3 separate regions of the Mus musculus genome follow, and regions 1 and 2 are each linked to region 3. Evidence: chromatin contacts called from public ChIA-PET and Hi-C data. All regions are on one chromosome and are shown on one strand. Each heading gives the region's core, a stretch centred on a gene start, on an enhancer-like site or on the middle of the called end of the contact. The rest is flanking DNA. Distances are from core to core; before and after follow the strand shown. Region 1 overlaps Ercc6l2 (excision repair cross-complementing rodent repair deficiency, complementation group 6 like 2). Region 2 has its middle 16 kb from the start of 1700024I08Rik. Region 3 holds the start of Ercc6l2 (excision repair cross-complementing rodent repair deficiency, complementation group 6 like 2).

Region 1 (2,801 bases), core at 132-2,631, 71 kb after region 3:
TGTATCTGTGTGTGTGTGTGTCTGTGTGTGTGTGTCTGTGTGTGTGTGTGTGTGTGTGTGTTACATGTACATGGAGCTTGAAGGATTCGGTTTTCTACTTCCACTGTGTGGGGTTTGGGGATTGAACTCAGGTCATTGGGTTTAGAAGCAAGCACCTATGTCTTCTGAGCCGTCTGCCAGGCAAGTTTTGTGAAGTTTCTTACTACAGACTGGGTATGGAGATGCACATCTATATCATGCCAGCACTCCAGAGTCTCAAGCAGAATTGTAAGTTCAGTACCATCCTATGCTGCGTGATGAGTTTTAGGCTAGCCTAGGATCCTGCCGTAAAGCCAACACACAAAATAAAGTTGCTTTAGATTGCAGCTATTGTACCTTCTGGGAGGAAAGGAGCTAGAGTTTCCAACTTCAGTCCCCTCTTCCTCTCACAACATGTTTGTGTTTTCAGGCCTGATTGTCAGTTTTGAACATATGCAGAAAATGTGGCTTTGGTATATATTTGGGTTCAATCCACTAACCAGTTGGTTTTTTCCTAGACAGTGGTTTAAGGTTCAGGAGTAGGTTTTAGCCTTAGGTTTTTGTTGAATACAGAGACCCTACTTTATGATAACCTTGCATAATTAATTTGAATATTTTTCACTGTTGCCCAAAGATCGTTAAACAGTTTTATCACTTTAGATCCAGCTGCCATTTGCATGGATTTTCTTTCACTGTTCTGTCTGTTTTGATAGCTCTCCCAGTTCCTTGCATTGCAAAGATAAGCGAATTTATGCCTTTGTGTGTGCTTACAGTTTGGCCCTTAACCAAAGAGATCTCTTTTTAAGTCTTTTGTTTGAACAGATGTGTAAACAAAACATTGCTGCTTCAGACTTCACAGTTTAAGGCTTGATGAAAACAGAAACTGAAAGAACACTTGATTTGTATTCTTCGTGGCATACTTGGTGTGATCAGGATGATGGAGAGGCAGGGCCACACATGATGGTGACCTTAGAGTGTGCTTAGAACTGTTTAGCTTTGGGAACAAGTTGTAGGCCCCAGACTTTACTGGCATAGGCAGGCCCTCAGTTCATCTTAGAACCAGCTTTCTGAGTTCAGCCTTCTACCATCATGACTTTCCACTGCCTTTGAAAATCTCCACTTAGTTCCAGTTTCCCATTACTGGCTAACCACCTGGATTTAGGACATCAGTATGACTGGTATCCACTTTTCTTGTGTGCCCTAAAAGGAACCAGCGCCATAGCCAGATCCATTCCTCATCTACCTAGTCAAAGATTTCACTAGTTCCTGGTAACCTGCCACAGACAGGCTATCCTGTCTGTGCACCACTGTGAGCAGCCTTCCTCTGCAATGTGTAGGATGAGGTGAGCTGGGGAGATTCTGTGTGCTGGCTATGGATGTGTCTCCAGAATTAGTCCCAAGAGAGATTATCCATAATACCTTTTCTGTAAAATAGAAACTAGAGGCTTGTCTTAGTTTGGGTTTTATTGCTGTGAGGAGACACCATGACCACAGCGACACTTACAAGGGAAAACATTTAATTAGAGCTGGCTTACAGTTCAGAGGTTTAGTTCATGATTGTCACAGTAGGTAGCATGGCAGCATCCAGCATCGAAGAGTGTTCTATATCTGGATCTGCAGGCAGCAGGAAGAGAGAAACCCCAAAGCCCAGTGACACTTTCTCAAACAAGGCCACACCTCCCAGTAGTACCCATCCCTATGGGCCTAGAGGGGCCATTTTCATTTAAACCACAAGGCTCTTCATGATTATCTTCAAAAGTTAGCATCACGGTGGCAAGCTTGTATAACCACAAGGCCGAAGCAAAAGTACCCAAGTTCAAGGCCAGCTTGGACTACATCATTAGTTCTAAGGCCTCCTGCAGCTATACTGAAAACCCTTGTGTTTAAAAAGAAAAGAAGAAAACAGAAAAAAAAAAACCCACAGTTCTTTACTCTCCTGGATTTTAAACTCTTGATACATTTGTTACAGGATGTGGTTATGAGAGGGCCTTTCCCTGTCAAATTCTCATTTCTATGTAAGAACCTTTCTTTAGCAGTTTACCTTCAAATTTATATTACATTTTAATTAATGTTAATAAAAGGAGGTTTTGGGTTTTTTTTAATAAATATTCCCTGAACTATACAGTGCTGTTTTCTAATATACACATTCCATATGTGGCCGAATAAACAGAAAAATGCAAATGTGATCATAGAGCTGTAAGGTAGAAGGATTCCTTCCTTTGAAAGTATACTGACATTAAAGATTGCTATCTACAGTTTTCTTAAGCTTTTCATATTGGAAAATCTGTAGCTTTTTTTTTTTAGTTGAGTCTGCACTGAAAAACTGTTGCTTGAGTAAAAGTAAGGCCCTTGACTTAGGTCTATTGCTTTGAATTACAGATCATGTACTTTACTAAAGGAATGATGGCTAGTGAGACAGCTTAGCAAGCAGGTAAAAGCCAGCAACCCTGGGACCTTGTGATAGAAAAAAGAACTGACTCTGAAAGTTGTCCTTTGACCTCCACACACATGCCTTGGCATGTGAGTACAAAATAAATAAATGAATGTAAAAAGAATACTAAAAAGATAAGATCCAGATTATCCAAGGACATTTGACTGTTTCATATTGTTACAGGATGATAAATAACTTTCATGGTATATAACCAATGTAAGCCTAAAACTATAGTAAGAAGTGAGTTGTTCAGAATTATGACTGATAAGACCTAGTGTGGACTCATTTATTTTCTCAAGTTTTGCTTTGGAGATTTTATTTGTGTGTGTGGTTTTGTTTGTTTTGTTTTGTT
Region 2 (2,724 bases), core at 99-2,598, 65 kb before region 3:
AGCAGAAGGCTGCCAGGTTCCACTGTGTCTTGAAAAAAGGGAAGAAGAACCTGGAGTTTTATCCCTCCAACCTCACCTCACTCTGGCTGGGCTGGCTGCTTCTCAGACCCTGACAGGGCTGACAGAGCTCTAAAATGCTTGGAGGTGAGGGACAGTGGGCAGGCCTGGCATCCTGGAGGCAGGACTTTCAGTTCCTTGTTGGCAGTGCCTGTCTTAGCCTGCAAGCCTCTGAGGCCACTGGGAGTGACTGTGAGGCAGGATGGGTCAGGAGGGGCAGATCTGCCTTCCCAGAGGGCCCAGGGTCCTTGACTCCTTCCTCAGTCATCACACACGGTGACATTGATGTCTGGAACCTTCTAGGACAGCAAGATCTTGATCTACCAGTAAAGCCCCTCTCTAGCTGTGGGATTTCCCAAATGTCTGGAGTCCTTCTGCAGAATTAGTCATTAGAAGTATGGAGACAGGCAGAGGGCATCCACCAAGGCCTGACTAGGGGTGTAAGGCAGTCATCCTTGGACTGCGAGTCACGAACAAGAATCCAGGGCTCCTCATCCTCTTCCTGGCTGTCCTGCTCTATTGGGAACCCCTCATCTGACACACCTACCTCCACCTGTGCAGGGAGTCCCAACACTTTTCTCCCTTTGTAAGACACAAAGTTAACCAGTAAGTCCCTCCTGCCCAGAGAGAAAAGAAAAGAAAAGAAAAGAAAAGAAGAGAAGAGAAGAGAAGAGAAGAGAAGAGAAGAGAAGAGAAGAGAAGAGAAAGGGAAGGGAAGGGAAGGGAAGGGAAGGGAAGGGAAGGGAAGGGAAGGGAAGGGAAGGGAAGGGAAGGGAAGGGAAGGGAAAGGAAAGGAAAGGAAAGGAAAGAAAAGAAAAGAAAAGAAAAGAAAAGAAAAGAAAAGAAAAGAAAAGAAAAGAAAAGAAAAGAAAAGAAAAGAAGAGAAAAAAGAAACAGTGTCAAAAGCTGTAAGAAAAGACAACAAGTTACCTACTAAGAGAAGCTAAAGGGGGGATGGAAGGAGGATGAGGGAATTCAGCAGTGGGCATGGGGTCTCCTGGATCTGGGATTATAAGCCATTATGACATGAGTGCTGGGGACTGAGCTAGGTCTTCTGCAAGAACAGTACACCTGCAGAGCCATCTCTTCAGGCCAATGATGATTATAATTTCTGAAAGTCACCAGCAGATGAGAAAAAGAAGAAGAAAATTATGCAAATGTACCTTCTCCCCACCCCATTTTCCTTTCCCCCATAAAAACCCTGTGAATTGCTGAAAGTCCTCTGGTGACTTCTTGAATTTGGCACTGGTTTGATTGGTTTTGGCAACCATATTGTAGTGACTCATGAGAGAATACCGTGGGTCTCCTTACTCACAGATGGAGCAGCGCTTGCTAACTCAATGACAGCAATTCCGCATGCTTATAAGACTGCAAGAATTTGCTGCTGGTGGGCCAATGAAAACAAACACGTCCAAGGAAAGAGGGCCCAGTGAAAAGAGGGTTGCAAAAAAGATAAAAATTAAAACACACATGGCCAGTAACTGTGTAGTTTAAAAAAAATGTTCTAGTTGTTTATTTAAACATATGTCTTGGGGCCTGTGAGATGGCCCTGAAAGTAAAATGCCTGCTGCCAAGCCTTACAGTCTGCACCCAGTGGGTCTTCCTCTTTGTTTCCTGGCCTTCAGGAGGTAATCAGCTTTTTTTTCCACCATGTGTTCCCCTTCAAAAAGTGCCGTCTCCCACCATGATGTACCCACCATGATGTCTTGTGTACCCACAATTCTAAACACAGTGAAGCCAAGATACTATGAACTGAATTCTCCCGATCAAAGCTGAAATCAAATTGATTGTCTCAGGTATTTCTTCACAGCAGTGACAACCAGTCTGACCTACCACTGCTAATTTTTTTTCTGGTACTCTTTAAGCTTTGCTGTAATAAAGTACATAAGCATAAATCTTCTCCCTAGCCATTCTATGTGTATAATTGGCAGTAATTATATTTAAGCTATTATGTAGTCATTACCACTTCTTTTGTCAAACCTTTCTCTCCACCCAAAGTACACTGTCTATTAAGCAGTGATTGCTCATTCTATCCTACCCTGGACATTGCTAGGCCCTAAAACTCTCTCTATATATAAATTGACTGATTCTAGAATGTTCAGGAGGTAGAATCACACAGTATTTGTATTTGGTTTATTTCATTTAGCATAGTGTTTTCTTTTTTGTGTGTGTGTAAGCATGCTTCTATGTGTGTGGACATGTGTGTACAGGTACATGTACAAATGTACAGATGGAAGCCAGAGGTGGACACAGGGTGCCTTCTTCCAACACTAAATTAGAAAAGGAAATTAAGAGGGTAGTTCCCTTTTATAAGTTCCATTTACTCATTAGGGATGAATTTAACAAACTAAAATTTATACTCTAAAAACTGAAAAATATGCTTATAGCAAACTTGGGTCTAGGAAGATGTTTCACAGATTAAAGCACTGGCTGTGCTTATACAGGACCCAGATTTGATTCCCAGACACATGTTAGGTCACAACTGTCTGAAACTCTAGTTCAGACGCCCTCTTCTGGCTTCCTTGGGAACTGTATGCCTGTGGTACACATGCACAGACAAAACACTCATAGACATAGTGCAATTCTTAAAACGTTAAAATATTTAAGTCACTGGTTGGCAGCACATACTCATGGGCAGGAAAACATCACACTGTGGTAAAATGGTAA
Region 3 (2,991 bases), core at 479-2,978:
TTGGCATCCAAGTAAAATTCTTTTGAAATGCTTATCATGACTGTTATTGGGTGCTAGATGTTGAGCCTAGGGTCTCATGCATATCAAACATGCTATACTACAGTTATATTTTTGTAGTCTAAATTGTCTTAATGTTTGCTGTGTTATCAATTGTCAGTGGTTTTGCATGCAATATAGTCAATCCAACAACACTTATACTGACTTCAGAAATATATCACAATTTCACCTTGAAGTAACTGGCATCCTAGTGTTGGAGGTTTACAACATCAGCATCCACACAAGAGGATGACAGGCAACCGACAAGAACAAAAGCTACCCTAAGGGCAGGATGCTTAACCTTTAAGACATGTTCATGTTATGACTGTTCCCATTTCATTAAACAGGACAATCATGGCAATGCAGTTACATAAGAGACACTCAAAGGTGAGGAGTCGTCTTGTTAGCTAGAAGGATATTCCTTTAACAAGGTGATTTCTTTCATTTCAATGTTTATTTTGGATTTATCAAATCACTTGTAGTTTCAGTAAGGCCTTACATCTTAAACCAACAGGCAAAGGCCAGCCTGGTCTACAGAATGAGTTCTAGGATAGCTAGGGCTACGCAGTGAGAAGGCCTGTCTCAAAATCCCTGCCTCCCCCCAAAATTTATTTAACTCTTTATTTTTTGCAGTTACTCCCCTTTATTCAGGCTGTTGTTACTAGCTAAATCAATATTCCTAAATGTTTCTCTTTATAAAGCTTTTCCTATTGCTTTGCAAACAAGTGACACTCTTAATATAGCACTCCTTTGAAAATAGTCTACTAGTCTTAGTAGTATCTGCAAAGAATGGAGATCTCTTTGTTGAATAGGCATATAGTATATACAAATAAGATCCTCCAGTAGGCAGGATAATGATCCCCAAGAGGAATTTGTGTCTCTAAATCCAGGAACCCATACATGTTATCTTACATGTCAAGGGGCCTTTTCTGATGTAGTTATGAGTGTACACCTGAAAATAAGATTATTCTGGTGAGCTCAAAACAAACAAACAAACAAACAAACAAACCCCCCCAAAACCCAAACCCATTGTGGAAGGCTCAGGAAATGCACTATCCTTGGCTTTGAAGAAAGAGGTCAAGCCAAGGAGTGGAGATTCTTCCACTTTCTAGGAAGGAATGCAATTTCTCTGACTTCTGGATTTTTAGCTCTACGAGACCCGTACACAGGCACAGTGGCCTAAAAAAAAAAAAAATCACAAGAATTCGACATGAAGAATACATTTGGCTTCACGAGCTTGTTCAGGAGATGTTGGGACAGGCAAAATCCATTCAGCTCGTGCGCAGAACGCTGTGCTGGAGGCAGCAGGCTGCGTGGTGTGTGCTTCTCTCTCAGGGCGAGGCACAGTCGCTGCTCTTCTCAGATGGCGAAGAAAACCGAACCCCAGGGGTTGCCTTGTTTGTGCACGAGTGAGTTACGATAAAGTAGGCAAACCCAAGAAAACGCCCTCTTAAGGCTCGCCTCCTGAAGCTCCTAGACGACAAGGCCACCACAGTGTCAATGGTCTGTGCAGGGCTCACACTGTCTTTTTCCGCCCTGGGAGGATGTCACACACCTCAGGTCGTGGACTCCCTCAGCGAAGAGGGTCGAGGTCGCCGACTAATGCCAAATCTCGCGATATTTGGGACGTTCGCGAACTGCGCGAGGCTGACCTCGTCTGGAAGGGAAGCCGCTTCCGCCCGCTGAAAGGCTAGTCCATCTTCTCGCGATATCTGGAGGGAGGCGAGCGATGGAGCGCAGAGGCGCTCGTTCTCGCGGGATTTACGGGCTCTGGCGAGCGTTGGCTGGTCGCTGAGGTGACGCCGCCGCGTCAGGCCCCACATAGCGCCCCCCGCTCCGGGCGGGCGATGCCCGGCAGCCGGCCCACGTGCCGTGCTCTCCTCGCCGCCGAGAGCGGCGGGGCTGCCGGGTGCCTGCCCCTAGCCCGATGGACATCTCCGCCCCGCAGTCCCGCGCAGACTCCCGCAAAGGTATGAGCTCCGAGCTCGCGCCTCTGCGCAGGCACACGTCTTCAGGGCACTTCCGGAAGCGGCTCCCGCGTGCTTCCTGTGATTGACAGCTGCGGGTTTCGAACTCTTGCCCCGCGGGAAGTCCTCGGCTTTGCGACTCAGCCGCCTGGACGAAAGAATTTAGTGCTGTCCCTCACAGTTACTCGCCGAGCAGTGGGAACAGACTCCTCATCTGTAAAACGAGGACTATTGCTTCTTGTGACTATTAGATGAGATGAGATGCAAGTGACTCCACTTTTGACCCTTGGCGTTCAGTAAATGTCATTTTTGTCTTTGTATATGCCAGTTATTAGTCAATAGCAGGGATCTGTTAGGTAGATGATCAAAGGCCTATTTATTTAGTTTAGTTCACTTACATGGCGTATTGAAGCAGAATTTTGCCTCTAGTAGATCACCAAGAGCTTTTGAAAGTGCAGTTATCTCACAAGCCATCAGGGATGCAGACTTGCCCTCTAGCTTTTATTAATAAAATTGATTGATATAACAGATTACAAACTTTGTGTATATGTGTGCATCAGGCATGTGAAAGTCAGAGGATAGCTTGGGTGAGTCAGTTCTCCTTATGAATTCAGAGGCTGGAATCCAGGTCAGCAGTATTAGCAGCAAGTTGGCTTACAGATGGAGTCAACCTTCAAGCCCTGACAGAACAGATTTACAACTGAGTGTTCTGTGCCCAGGAATCATTGGGTAAATCTTGCTCTTCCTTTGAGGAAGATATCTCATGAAAGTAAGCAGGTGCTCAATGCTAATTTCAGGGTAAGCAACAAACCTTGAACTCGTAGGACTAAAAATTGGTCATGTCATAATTAAGGGCCCACAAATAGAAATGCCTTTATGAATCTGACTGCTAAAGGCAAATGGTGGATCTTCTAAGTGACAGTGATGGGACTGCTATGTTTGTTCCTTGATGCTATTAGAAGATTTAGTCACTTTTGGTATTTTAGGG

The links. A called contact is a pair of places that touch in the nucleus more often than the background predicts. ChIA-PET counts read pairs in DNA pulled down with a chosen protein or histone mark.
Region 1: an RNA polymerase II ChIA-PET map of effector CD8 T cells shows a contact between it and region 3, with 113 read pairs. The contact joins the enhancer-like site here to the promoter of Ercc6l2 in region 3. A contact is called at or near these places in 10 of 39 promoter capture datasets (the 3T3-L1 cell line, 3T3-L1-derived adipocytes, the HPC-7 cell line and 6 more), 1 of 15 datasets of contacts at CTCF or cohesin (CD8 T cells), 7 of 484 Hi-C or Micro-C datasets (the C2C12 cell line, CD4 T cells, CD8 T cells and 3 more), 6 of 115 datasets of contacts at active chromatin or transcription factors (CD8 T cells, effector CD8 T cells, embryonic stem cells and 1 more) and 4 of 9 other capture datasets (adipose tissue, liver, macrophages and 1 more).
Region 2: a contact with region 3 is called in a Hi-C map of adipose-derived mesenchymal stem cells, with 2.0 times the contacts expected there. The contact joins the enhancer-like site here to the promoter of Ercc6l2 in region 3. A contact is called at or near these places in 6 of 39 promoter capture datasets (the 3T3-L1 cell line, cranial neural crest, hippocampal neurons and 2 more), 3 of 484 Hi-C or Micro-C datasets (Sertoli cells, adipose-derived mesenchymal stem cells and nephron progenitors), 1 of 115 datasets of contacts at active chromatin or transcription factors (embryonic stem cells) and 2 of 9 other capture datasets (adipose tissue and pancreatic islet).

What each region holds. Positions count from the first base shown.
Region 1 is chr13:63,884,895-63,887,695 of GRCm38.p6, forward strand. The region is part of intron 17 of Ercc6l2 (excision repair cross-complementing rodent repair deficiency, complementation group 6 like 2); the gene reads left to right. Among named protein-coding and RNA genes, the nearest start is that of Gm46423, 20 kb to the right of the region's middle. Within about 2 kb of position 1,382, at least 43 of the 459 cell types and tissues checked have an H3K27ac peak or open chromatin away from gene starts, as enhancers often do. A contact at or near this core is called in CD8 T cells, the G1E-ER4 cell line, Th1 cells and 4 more, where this site is marked.
Region 2 is chr13:63,748,818-63,751,541 of GRCm38.p6, forward strand. No RefSeq gene overlaps it. Among named protein-coding and RNA genes, the nearest start is that of 1700024I08Rik, 16 kb to the left of the region's middle. Within about 2 kb of position 1,349, at least 52 of the 459 cell types and tissues checked have an H3K27ac peak or open chromatin away from gene starts, as enhancers often do. A contact at or near this core is called in adipose tissue and adipose-derived mesenchymal stem cells, where this site is marked.
Region 3 is chr13:63,813,512-63,816,502 of GRCm38.p6, forward strand. Ercc6l2 (excision repair cross-complementing rodent repair deficiency, complementation group 6 like 2) reads left to right here and starts at 1,729. Exons shown (of 19, transcript NM_001013608.3): 1 at 1,729-2,006. The coding sequence starts at 1,964.